Regions from separate parts of the Sus scrofa genome. Here regions 1, 3 and 4 are each linked to region 2. Evidence: chromatin contacts called from public Hi-C and HiChIP or PLAC-seq data. All regions are on one chromosome and are shown on one strand. The core of a region is the stretch at or near the end of the contact, and the rest is flanking DNA. Distances in the headings are between cores, read along the strand shown.

The links. Hi-C and Micro-C count contacts between places; a contact is called where the count stands out from the background. HiChIP or PLAC-seq counts read pairs in DNA pulled down with a chosen protein or histone mark.
Region 1: a contact with region 2 is called in an H3K27ac HiChIP or PLAC-seq map of alveolar macrophages. The contact joins two enhancer-like sites. A contact is called at or near these places in 1 of 47 Hi-C or Micro-C datasets (embryonic fibroblasts) and 2 of 2 datasets of contacts at active chromatin or transcription factors (alveolar macrophages and skeletal muscle).
Region 3: a contact with region 2 is called in a Hi-C map of alveolar macrophages, with 2.2 times the contacts expected there. The contact joins two enhancer-like sites. A contact is called at or near these places in 5 of 5 promoter capture datasets (fetal liver, fetal skeletal muscle, liver and 1 more), 36 of 47 Hi-C or Micro-C datasets (adipocytes, adipose tissue, alveolar macrophages and 18 more) and 2 of 2 datasets of contacts at active chromatin or transcription factors (alveolar macrophages and skeletal muscle).
Region 4: an H3K27ac HiChIP or PLAC-seq map of alveolar macrophages shows a contact between it and region 2. The contact joins two enhancer-like sites. A contact is called at or near these places in 1 of 47 Hi-C or Micro-C datasets (epiblast stem cells) and 1 of 2 datasets of contacts at active chromatin or transcription factors (alveolar macrophages).

The regions. Positions count from the first base shown.
Region 1 is chr7:64,537,452-64,540,151 of Sscrofa11.1, reverse strand. No RefSeq gene overlaps it. Among named protein-coding and RNA genes, the nearest start is that of NFKBIA, 31 kb to the right of the region's middle. Within about 2 kb of position 1,416, at least 15 of the 83 cell types and tissues checked have an H3K27ac peak or open chromatin away from gene starts, as enhancers often do. A contact at or near this core is called in alveolar macrophages, where this site is marked.
Region 2 is chr7:64,729,045-64,731,744 of Sscrofa11.1, reverse strand. The region is part of intron 4 of KIAA0391 (mitochondrial ribonuclease P protein 3); the gene reads left to right. Among named protein-coding and RNA genes, the nearest start is that of PPP2R3C, 33 kb to the left of the region's middle. Within about 2 kb of position 1,269, at least 6 of the 83 cell types and tissues checked have an H3K27ac peak or open chromatin away from gene starts, as enhancers often do. A contact at or near this core is called in alveolar macrophages, where this site is marked.
Region 3 is chr7:64,492,246-64,494,945 of Sscrofa11.1, reverse strand. All of the region lies in intron 1 of LOC110261573 (a long non-coding RNA gene), which reads left to right. Among named protein-coding and RNA genes, the nearest start is that of NFKBIA, 15 kb to the left of the region's middle. Within about 2 kb of position 1,260, at least 19 of the 83 cell types and tissues checked have an H3K27ac peak or open chromatin away from gene starts, as enhancers often do. A contact at or near this core is called in alveolar macrophages, where this site is marked.
Region 4 is chr7:64,566,471-64,569,170 of Sscrofa11.1, reverse strand. No RefSeq gene overlaps it. Among named protein-coding and RNA genes, the nearest start is that of PSMA6, 36 kb to the left of the region's middle. Within about 2 kb of position 1,345, at least 37 of the 83 cell types and tissues checked have an H3K27ac peak or open chromatin away from gene starts, as enhancers often do. A contact at or near this core is called in alveolar macrophages, where this site is marked.

The DNA.
Region 1 (2,700 bases), core at 167-2,666, 190 kb after region 2:
TAAGGAGCACAAGTTAAAAAAAAAAAAAAAGAAAGAAAAAGAAAAGAAACCTCTTTTGAGGGTCTCAGCCAAAACAAAACTTATAATTCCAGAAATGGCCCGGATATGGAGTGAGCTTATTCCCTCAAAGTGTCACAGGGCCACCCCTTACCTTCTTGGGGGAGGGGGTTCAGACGGAGAGAGAGGGCAAGCCCCTGGGGCATGGACCTCTTTGCCCCCAGCCTGTTGCCAGCTCCCTCTGTGGAGGTCCAGGCTCCCTCCTGGGGACCACACAGACCTCACTCCTCTTTGCTAAGAAGCAGGAGAGCAGGGAGTACTTCCATGGGCTTTAGGGTTTACAGCAGCTTGGACTCATTTTTCTCTGTTGTTCATTTAGTCGCCTAACGGACCCAGGACTGAACACTTCCCAGTCCCGGTTCTGGGGTCCCCTCCCCTGGGCAGCTGGAAAGACCCTTCTGTGTATCCTGGTTTTCCCTCCAGGAGGTGGAGAGCTGTTGCTTTGAAAAGTGCCTACAGAGCAGTTTCGCCCCTCTGTGAATGAGCCGTGCTAAGCACACAGTTGAATCACAGTCTTGGTGACACAGAGCACGTGGCTTTAAATTACGCAGAAGGGGGACTGGCACCCCAGCCAGTGCCTCCCCACCCAAAGGGCTCTGGGTGAGCCACTATCAGCTCAGAACAAAGAGTCCAAAAATTTTCCTTCTTATTTTCCAAAACTCAAAAGTTCTTGAGTTTCAAGGCCTTGGCTATGTGTGAATTCCTTAAAGGCAGCTGAAGTAACCACTGATTTTTAAAAAATTTTTATTTTTATTTATATATTTGTCTTTTTAGGGCTATACCCAAAGCATATGGAAGTTCCCAGGCTAGGGGTCAAATTGGAGCTGCAACCACCAGCCTACACCACAGCCACAGCAACACAGGATCTGAGCCTCATCTGTGACCTACACCACAACTCATAGCAATGCCGGATCCTTACGCACTGAGTGAGGTCAGAGATCAAACCCTGTATCCTCATGGGTCCTAGTTGTATTCATTACTATGAGCCAAAAAAGGAGCTTGGAAGTGTCCTTTTCTGCGAGGAGCAAATTCCTCCGCAGGACTCCTGAGCTTAAGAGGAAGGTGGAGAATGTTCTTACTTGGGAGTTGAGTAGGGGTGGTCAGGCCCAGTCCAAACAGCTTGCTGGGGCACCTCGATTCCTGACGTGGAAGCTTGAGGCTGACCCACTTGGGTCAGACACGGTCACACCATCCATACCCCAGAACTCCTCCCGACTCCTGACGTGCTCTGGGTCTGGTGTGGCCCACAGTGGATGCCTGCCTGACCGTCCCTGGAGTAGCCCCTCCTCTCCTATGCTGGATGGAGCAGAGATGGGAGAAGGCAGGGAGCAGCTGGCAGCTGTGGTGGCTTGGCAGTGATGGGCTGAACCTGACTCATGGCCCTGTCATCGCACTTGGTGGAGGACTGACCCACAGAGGAAATTACACAGCATTCTGCGGCCCATGGTAGAGGCAGGGACTTTTTTCAAGTGCATCAGCTGGGAAGTAGCCTTCATCCACGCCAGAATCTTAGGCTTGGGGACCCTTACTAACTGCAGGTGGGGGAACGAGGGGACCTGTGCAAATCTCTTCCATAGCTCCCCATTGGCTGCTGGGGCACCCAGAGCCCCAGCCAGTCTGTGACAGAGCTGCCTTACTCCCCAAGCCAGCCTTCCACACACATTTCCTCAGGCTGCACCTCCTGGTCCAGCCTTAGGCATTCATAGTCCCCAGGAGCTTTTGCTGAGGGACCCTCAGTCTGAAAGGACAATGCCTCCAATAAAACCAGGGCTACTTCCCTCAGGTGGCTGTGTAACTCTGGGCAATTAAGTTAAACTCACTGAATCTTCTTTTTTTCATCTGTAAAATGGGCCTAGATTGTGTACCTCCTAAATTACGGTGAGGATTAGATGAGGATCTATGCAAAGGGCCTGGCACAATGCCCAGCATGCAGCAGGTGTTCAGATACACATTCCTTGTTCCAAGCCTGCTCTGCCTGAGGCAGAATTTAAATTGGCACCAACCCCCAGGTCTCAAGTCTCAGGGCTCTTTTGTCTCCCTCCCCCATATCCAGTCTCCCAACTCTTCATGCAAATGTGTGGCTGGAGGAAGAGGCGGAAGCCAGATCATCCTCATGGAGGAGCTGGAGGGATGGCTTATCTTGAGATGCCCACCCAAGGGGTGGACCACTGAGAAGGGTTCCTTCCCACCCACCCTCCTCTGGCCTAACCCGATCTGACAGCCCAGGGCCATCCTGCTGAAAGCCCTGGAGTGGAGGGGACTTGCTACCTGCTCCCAAAGCTGGAGAAGGGTGACTGGAGGGCAGAAGGGAAGAAGTGACAGGCGGGACCCTGGGTCCTGCACTAGAGTTAGTCCTTGCAGCCACCCCTGGGAAAACCTTCAGCCCCAGGAGGACTCTGACTGGTTGGAATATTCCCCTGGAATCCAGAGGGCAGGACTCTTTTGTTGATTCTTCCAGCCCCTCTGTGCTGCTGTCTGGGACAAAAACTGCACTGCCATCCCTTTCCATGACAGGGGACCTGAGCTGGGATTACCATGTGCCAGTTACGGGGAGGCCTGCAGGGCTGAGCAGCCAAAGCCTTGCCTCTCTAGGAATTACCAAAGGAATACATCAAGGAAGTATGTAACTGGAGTTCTTGCTGT
Region 2 (2,700 bases), core at 20-2,519:
GATTCATTGGGATTTATTATTATATTATTCTGTCTGCTTTTGTATATGTTTGAAATTTCTGTTGTAAAAATCTTTTTTTTTTAAACTGATGTATTAAATAAATGCTTATATGCCTTCAGAAGTTATGAAGAGGGGGATTATAAAACAATGTATCCTTAGTGAATTTCCTGCAGAGGCAACATCTTGTAGTATTTTTTTCCCCAAACATCCTCATTATAAAAGATGAGAATGGTTCAAAGAAATAGGAACAACAACAACAACAACAAAGAGAGACAAAAAGACAAAAATAAATAAATAAATAAATAAATAAATGGAGTTCCCGTCGTGGCGCAGTGGTTAACAAATCCGACTAGGAACCATGAGGTTGCGGGTTCGGTCCCTGCCCTTGCTCAGTGGGTTAACGATCCGGCGTTGCCGTGAGCTGTGGTGTAGGTTGCAGACGCGGCTCGGATCCCGTGTTGCTGTGGCTCTGGTGTAGGCCGGTGGCTACAGCTCCGATTCAACCCCTAGCCTGGGAACCTCCATATGCCGCGGGAGCGGCCCAAGAAATAGCAACAACAACAACAACAAAGAGAGACAAAAAGACAAAAAAAGAAAAAAAAAAAAAAAGAATGGTTCAGAAATGTCCCCATAGAAAGTGAAAGTCCATCTCTTTACTCAATTTTTTTTTTGGTCTTTTTGTCTTTTCTAGGGCCGCATACGAGTCATATGGAGGTTCCCAGGCGAGGGGTCTAATTGGAGCTGTAGTTGCCGGCCTATACCACAGCCACAGCAACTCAGGATCCGAGCTGCGTCTTTGACCTACACCACAGCTCATGGCAACACCAGATCCTTAACCCACTGAGCGAGGCCAGATATTGAACCTGCAACCTCATAGTTCCTAGTCAGATTCGTTAACCACTGAGCAATGATGGGAACTCCATCAAATAATATTTTTAAAATACTGGAACTTGCCATGTCAATTGCATTTGGTGCAAAAGATGTTTCTTTTTTCATTTATGAAATGCATGAGAAACAAAAGTTAGATCAGAGTTTGGAGAGAGCCGATTGAACCACATTGTTTTTGCTTTGCAAAAGGGCTATTAACAGTTGTTCCAGAGTTAAAAAACAAAACAAAACAAAAACCTGTCCATGCTAACCCATTATATAGTGAAAACTAAAGCCAGAGAGGCAACGTGGAATGCTCCAGTGTGCCTCTATCCCTGCCTTAGTGCGGATGGCAGCTGTAGATTGGTTCTGTGTGGTTAGGCCTTCCATGAAGGGGAATTTGAGCCGGAGAGCTTAAACATCCTCAGCAGTGCTAATTGGGAGATGTGGAGGGAGGGGATTTCCACTCTTTGTTAATAAGCTCTCCAGGCACATTTCCTCTTTGTTTTTGCATTTCCTCAGCTGTGCAGCAACTGTAGAGAAGTAAGATGTGATTTCCTGCACTTAAAGGAATGCTGGCTTCTCTTTTGGGGACTTATCATTGGAAGAGTGGAATGTGTATGGCTTGAGCTACCCTCACTGATGATTTAAATATAGTTTTAAAAAAATTACCTCACGGCCTTTGTGTCAGTACCAGATATGCTCAGATGATTTGAATTAGCAGATAAACCCAGCTTCCTCAAAGGTAGGCATCCTTCTTGATGGACCCCTGCTTTCATTAGCAGTGTGATACTTTGCAAGCTGACTGGCAAGTGCAGAACCACCACAGAACTCCCTCCAGCCTCATCTCTTATTAGTTTCCCCTCCAAACACCTGCTTCAGCTGGCGTTGGCTACTCGCTGGCTCTGGACTGCTTTGCTGTTTTCTTCCTCTGCTTTTCCCCTTCATCTAAAATGCATAGAGTACATTTTCCATGTCTCCCAAGTCCTGTTTTTCCTACAAGACTTGTCTCAAGTCCCTTTTCTTCCACAACCCTTTTCGACCTCTGTATCTATCTTTTCTTCCTTTGAACGGAGAGCATTTATGAACTTTGGCACACATTTGGCTGTTAATCCTATACCATATGTTCTTGTTTTAGTGCTGAGTTTTTCACATCAGCATCTGTTGTCTCTTCAACCACAGTATAAACTCTTCGAGGGACATGGCACCCTTCTTAATGTTTGGCATCTAGTAGGTGTGCAATAAATCTTATTTATGTGTTAAATTATCCAAGGTTTATATTTCTTAGGTCATAGTTACCATGCATTTAATGATACCTTTTAGAAGTTCCCACTGTGGCACAGTGGGTTAAAGGATTCCGCATTGCCGTACTGCAGCATAGGTCACAACTGCAGCTCAGATCTGATCCCTGGCCTGGGAACTCCATATGTCATGGAGTAGCTGAAAAAGAAAAAAAAATTGTACCATTTAATCATCATAATAACTTTGAGGGAAGGAGTATTATAAATACAGAGGGGAAACTGAAGCTCAGAGAAGTTAATTAACTTGCCAGAGCTACACAGTTTTAAGTTATGAAGCCAGGACTCAAATGCTCTTTGGATTCTGTTACACATGCTGTTATACTATACCAGTAATCCTACCTCCTCATTAGTCTGTTGTATGTTTTCTGAGGGTGGAAGAGTGCTTAATATTTAGCTGCTATCGCTTGCTTAGTTAATGGCAACAGAAGAAAAGTGCTGCAGATGTGAATTAGCAGTAGTTGCTAGCAGCGTTGATGAAACGGATGCACACTGTGTCAAAGTTCACAGGAAAGTAGAAATTTCCCTTAATCTC
Region 3 (2,700 bases), core at 11-2,510, 240 kb after region 2:
TGTTACGTGGTGTGCTTCGGAAGACAGTGTGGCAAGTAGACTGGATGGCGGATTACATGCAGTGACTGGAAAGCGAGGAGGAAAGGTGGCCAAAGAGTTCCAAGAACAAGGATCTACAGATCTTTGTGACTGGAGGTGAGGGAGGGAAGGGGGAAAGGTAGGAGCTATCGGTTTTGAGGGCCCAAAACCGATAGCTCTGTTCTAGACCCTCTTCTGGGCATGGGAGATACAGTCCCAAACTCTGCCCTCACAGAGCTTACATTGTGCAGGAGACCCAAACACACTGAATAAATAAGTCAAATGTAGAAGACAATAGTCAGAGAGTTTCTGTTGTGGGTCAGCAGAAACAAACCTGACTGGTATCCATGAGGATGCGGGTTCGATCCCTGACCTCAGTGGATTAAGGAATCCGAGTTGCCGTGAGCTGTGGTATAGGTCACAGATGTAGCTGGGATCTGACATTGCTGTGGCTGTGGCCGTGGGGTGAGCTGGCAGCTGCAGCTCTGATTTGACCCCCTAGCCTGAGAATTGCATATGCCATGGGTGTGGCCCTAAAAAAAAAAAAGAAAAAAAAGAATACATTAGTGAGAGTACTTAGGGGAAAAATAAATCAGAGAAAGCAGTAGAAATGTCAAGACAGGAGGACACACTGACATTTTAAGTAGGGTGGCTGGGAAGGTGAGAGGGCAACACTGAAGAAAAGACCTAAAGGAAGGGAGAGCTGAGGGCGTGGACAATGTTCAGTAGGTGCAAAGGTCCTGAGGTGGGTGCACTCTTGGAGGAGCAGCAGGGAGTCAGGGTGGGTGAAGTGGGGTGAGTCAGGGGAAGAGTAATAGGAAATGAAGTCAGAGATCCCAGAAAGCCAGGTCAATGCTGGGCTCTTAGGAGTGGGTTTGGAACATTTAGGAAGTTCCTCCCCAAAACGTCACTCTGCTTCTCTGGTACTAAACTGTACTATCTGCTTGTGAGGGAATATTAGGTCCCAAATACTCTCCCGATACTGAAAGCTGCTAGAAATTGTCTCCACCAAGTGGCTAAGGAGTTTGCTCAGCTGCCTGTTTCCCCCTACCCCCAAACTGAATACAGACCAGGCTGGAGAGACAGACCTCGGAGGAAATGTGTTTTTCTCTGACCACCTTTTCTGTGTGTAAGTGCATATCTCGCCCTCCCCTTCCTCATCTATGCCCTGCCCCCACCCAACCTTTTCACTCAGTGCTGAAAGAATTGCCCTGGCAACATCTGCCACATTTTTTCTGTATTACAAATAACATTGTCTGTGCTTCTGGGAAAAAAGGACCCCACCCATATGAGTCGTGGGCAGTGGCTCAGACTTTCAGTTTGTCAGCCTACATTCTTTTTATGGTTGAGAGTTTTGGGTCCTGGCCCACCCCACAGCCACCTGTACTGGGGGCGGGGAAGACTCACTAACACGTTAAAGGACAGATGAGAATGTTTGTTGCTCTGGAAGGTGACAGAATTTATATTCAAACACATAGCAGGCAAACTACTAGGCTTGACGGATCATGATCCTAATAAAAAATTTTGCATTTTCTTCTGTTCTCACCTACACAGTTGGACCTGGAATAGAATTGAATCTGGGGCAGAGCAAAGTGTTTGAGTGTTGTCTGTGGGGCTAGGTCCTGCCCCAAAACATAGGGCTAAAAAGATGCAGTCCTGGGCTTTAGGAGATTATATCCTAGGTCTCTGAGAATGGAGGGAGATTTATGAGAATTAATGTTTTCCCATTGGTACATGAGAAATTAGCTCTAGCAGAACAAAGTGAATTCTAAGCTTCCCTCACAATTTGGTTTTGAGTCTTCAGAGACCACATTGGTTTCCTTGAGTACAATACAGTTTTGAAGTCGCATTGGCGAATTGTCAAGGTATCTGTGGGGGAAAAATTATAAAGCATGGGATTTAAAAACAAGTTTTAGAAGTTTCCTGGTGGTCTAGAGGTCAGAACTCTGTGCTTTTACTGCTGCGGCCCGGGTTCAATCCCTGGTCTGCCACTGCACATGGGGGGCGGTGGGGGGAGGCAAATTTTTTTTTTTAAAGTTTGCCCTGCTGAGTTTTTTTTCTTTCCATGGATTCTAGGCGCTTAGTGGCCCACACAGGGTAGAGGGTGAGTTTCTGGAGGTGAGTTCCCCATCTCTCTAGAGCAGGCCCTCTGTCCCACCCAGAAAAATATACCACTCATGGGCCACTCCAGGAGCCTAGGCAATTGGTCCTGCTGGGGGCTCTTTGGGGTAGGGACTTTTTTTTTTTTTTTTTTTTTGAGCCTTAGAATCTTAAATCGTGGGGACCTAAGTGATCTTTAAAGGTCATTCAGCACAACTACTCTTTACATTTAAAGCCTGTTTCAATATTCTCACCAAGTCATCGAGCAACTTTGGTAAAATACCTCTAGTGTTTGGACTTAGGAATGATGCTAGGTGAGAGGGGAGACCCCCAGTTCCACTTACTAGAAAGGCCTTTGTGCTGGAGGTGAGTTTTGATGTGGTTAATCTGCTCGGTTCAAATGTAGTTCAGCTCAATTGAAAGTGAGGAAAAGGAAACTTGGCTAATGCCTCTTTTCTTTTGCCAAACGAAACAGTGTTGTGGATGGAGACTCAAGGGTATCTTTTTGGAAAACAGCTAAATGGCAAACACCCTACACTCGTGTTTCCCTTCTAATTAAAAAACAATCCCAAATGCCAGACC
Region 4 (2,700 bases), core at 96-2,595, 160 kb after region 2:
GGAGTGGGGAGATTCCTGCTGAAGTCATGGCCAATGTTGCCAAAATAGCGGCTGCTTCTGTACACTGGCACCGATGCCAAATAGAAATGCGGAGACAGAGTTGGAGGAAACAGAAAAAGTAGCTTTAATTGCCAGGCGAGGAGGGGATTACAGCAGGCTAGTATCTCAAGGACTGTGTGCCCCCGCCACCCCTTTGGAGGGGGTAGGGAGGAGTCTTACAATGTTGGAGGAACAGGGTGTGATCAGCTCGGGGACATTTTCCTGATTGGCAGGTGGTGAGGTAATTGGGAGTCATTCTGGTTTCAACAGGTCTGGGGTCTATGTGCTTGTGGGCAGCACATAGTTGACTTCTTGTCGCCTGCAAAAGAGCTCCAAGGACATGGCTCAGAATATTATCTGTAGTCTGAAGAACTAAAGGTCCTTGACTTTTTGAATGGCTAAATTATTATTATTACCATTTTCATTTTTCTCTGTATTTTTCTCACTTCTCTGATTTTTTTTTTTTTTTTGGTCTTTTGTCTTTTTAGGGCCACACCCACGGCATATGGAGGGATCTAATCGGAGCTGTAGCTGCCGACCTACGCCACAGCCACAGCAGCACTGAATCCAAGCAGCGTCTGCAACCTACACCACAGCTCATGGCAACGCTGGATCCTTAACCCACTGAGCGAGGTCAGGGATCAAACCCAAAACCATATGGTTCCTAGTCATATGTGTTTCCACTGCGCCACAATGGGAACTCCTCACTTCTCTGATCAAATTGGTTCTTTGACTGAGGTTTTTCTATAGATAATAAGGCAAGCAAGCGGAGGACATGAGCAGGGGTCCACTCTGGGAAGTCACCACAGGATTCAGCTCAGTTACACCAACAGCTCCCAAAGGCTGCAGACCGGCATCAAAATCCCAGCTCTGCACTTGCTCCATTTCAAACCAGGCCTCAAGGAGACCGAGGTGACAAAGACACTGACTAGAGAGGTGGAAAGGGCCACCTGTATCCCCAGGCTTCCGTCCCTGACTCAAGTGCCAGGGACTTCAACTCTCCAACAAAGAGCCTCATTCAGTTCTCAATCCACAGCTGAGTACTTTACAGCCTGGGTTTTCTCCTCTTGAACAGGATATAAGGATCCATGTCCAAGGGATGCAATGAGAATTAAATGCCATGACACGTTTAAAGTGCTGAAAAGAACAGTATTGCTGTCTATCAGCAGGGGCTGGTGGAGCTCTTCCAGAATGGCTCTTCAATGCTTTCAAGTTTCGAAAGCATCCTGACCTTCCAGAACGTGACTTCCTGAGAACATTTTCACGCAAGGGGCAGGGTCAGTGAGGCAGAAGCCAGCCTCAGTTACAAAGCCTCCCTCCCCAGCCAGAGCTGAGCAGGCGTGGCCTTGTGTAATCAGCATAAGGCTTGTGGTTCAGCCTGGGAGCCAAATTCGGCTTCTTTGTGGGTGAAGAGGTTCTTTCCTAGGCCCTCCATGGCTGCTTTCCCATGACACACGAAGGCTGGTCCCGGGCCCTCAGGATAACTGCTGCCCTGATGAGCACCTTGTCTTGCTGGAGGAGCACACAAGATGGCATCAGGAAGCAAGCGGCTTCCAACCCTCCCAGGAACCAAAAGAGCCCCCTGGAGCTCTGAGGGGAAGCGGGTCTCGGTTGTCTACCACTCCCTGTGCCCCTCTCCCCCCTCACCCTGGCCTGCAGAGCCCTCACGAGCCCCCGCACAGAGCGGGGAGGCCCCGGGCCTGCACCCACAGCCTGCCTTCCCAGCGACTCCTCACCCGGGGTGTCCCAGGGACCTGGGCGGAGTCGGTGGAAGGGGGCCAGAGGATAGGTGGCTCACCCAGGGAACGTGTGAGTCAAGACCAGCTGGGAGGGAGGGGCAGACGTCAAAGCGCCCCAAGGCCCAGAAGAAAGGGGAGGAGAGCTGGGGAACTTCTGTGCCGCTGGGCCGAGCCAGCAGGCCCTGAAGAGAGTCGCCCCTACAGACGGTCTGGGGCTCTTTCACTCCCCCCCTTCACACCCTTGTTGAACAAGTATGGCCGCTTAAAGCCTACCTGTGCAGGAGGATTTTTGTAACTTCCCAGTGGCTTTTGTTACCGGTGTAAAACTACACAGGTCAGCTACAAACCAGCTTGCTTATCAGGTGACTAGGGCCAGGAAGATTGCAGGCCTTGGGGTGGGGAAATCCTATCTTGCATGGCTTCCTTCCTTCCTCCCTCTGACTGGGCCCCAGAGGGGTGGGGAGGCCTTGCTGGACCTGGCACCCAGGCAACTGGGCTCCCAGCCAAGTGTCCAGAGGACACCCTTCCTGCCATCTGGGTCCTTCTCATCTTCCTGGGGCACAGGGAACATGAAGCTCCTGCTCTGGAGTCTAAGTGGAAAACACCTGCATTTCCAAGGCCTCCAAAGACCCTGCTTTAATGTAGCCTGGCTTCCTGGGAGGAGCTGAGGAAGAACATTGGTCAGCTTGTCCTGCTGGCAAGATTCTTAACACCAAGGATTGAACAGGAGGCTCTATGTGAAGGTGCCAGCACCCAGCAGGTGCCCAGGGACGTTCTTCCTCAAGCCCCCAGGCCCAGCAAAGCACTATGTTCATCAGTATTAATCCAGCCTGAGAGTGTCTACACCTGAGCTTTCATAGTGCCTTCAGTTTAAAATCTTGAGGAGCTCCCTGGTGGCTCAGTGATTAAGGACCTGGCATTG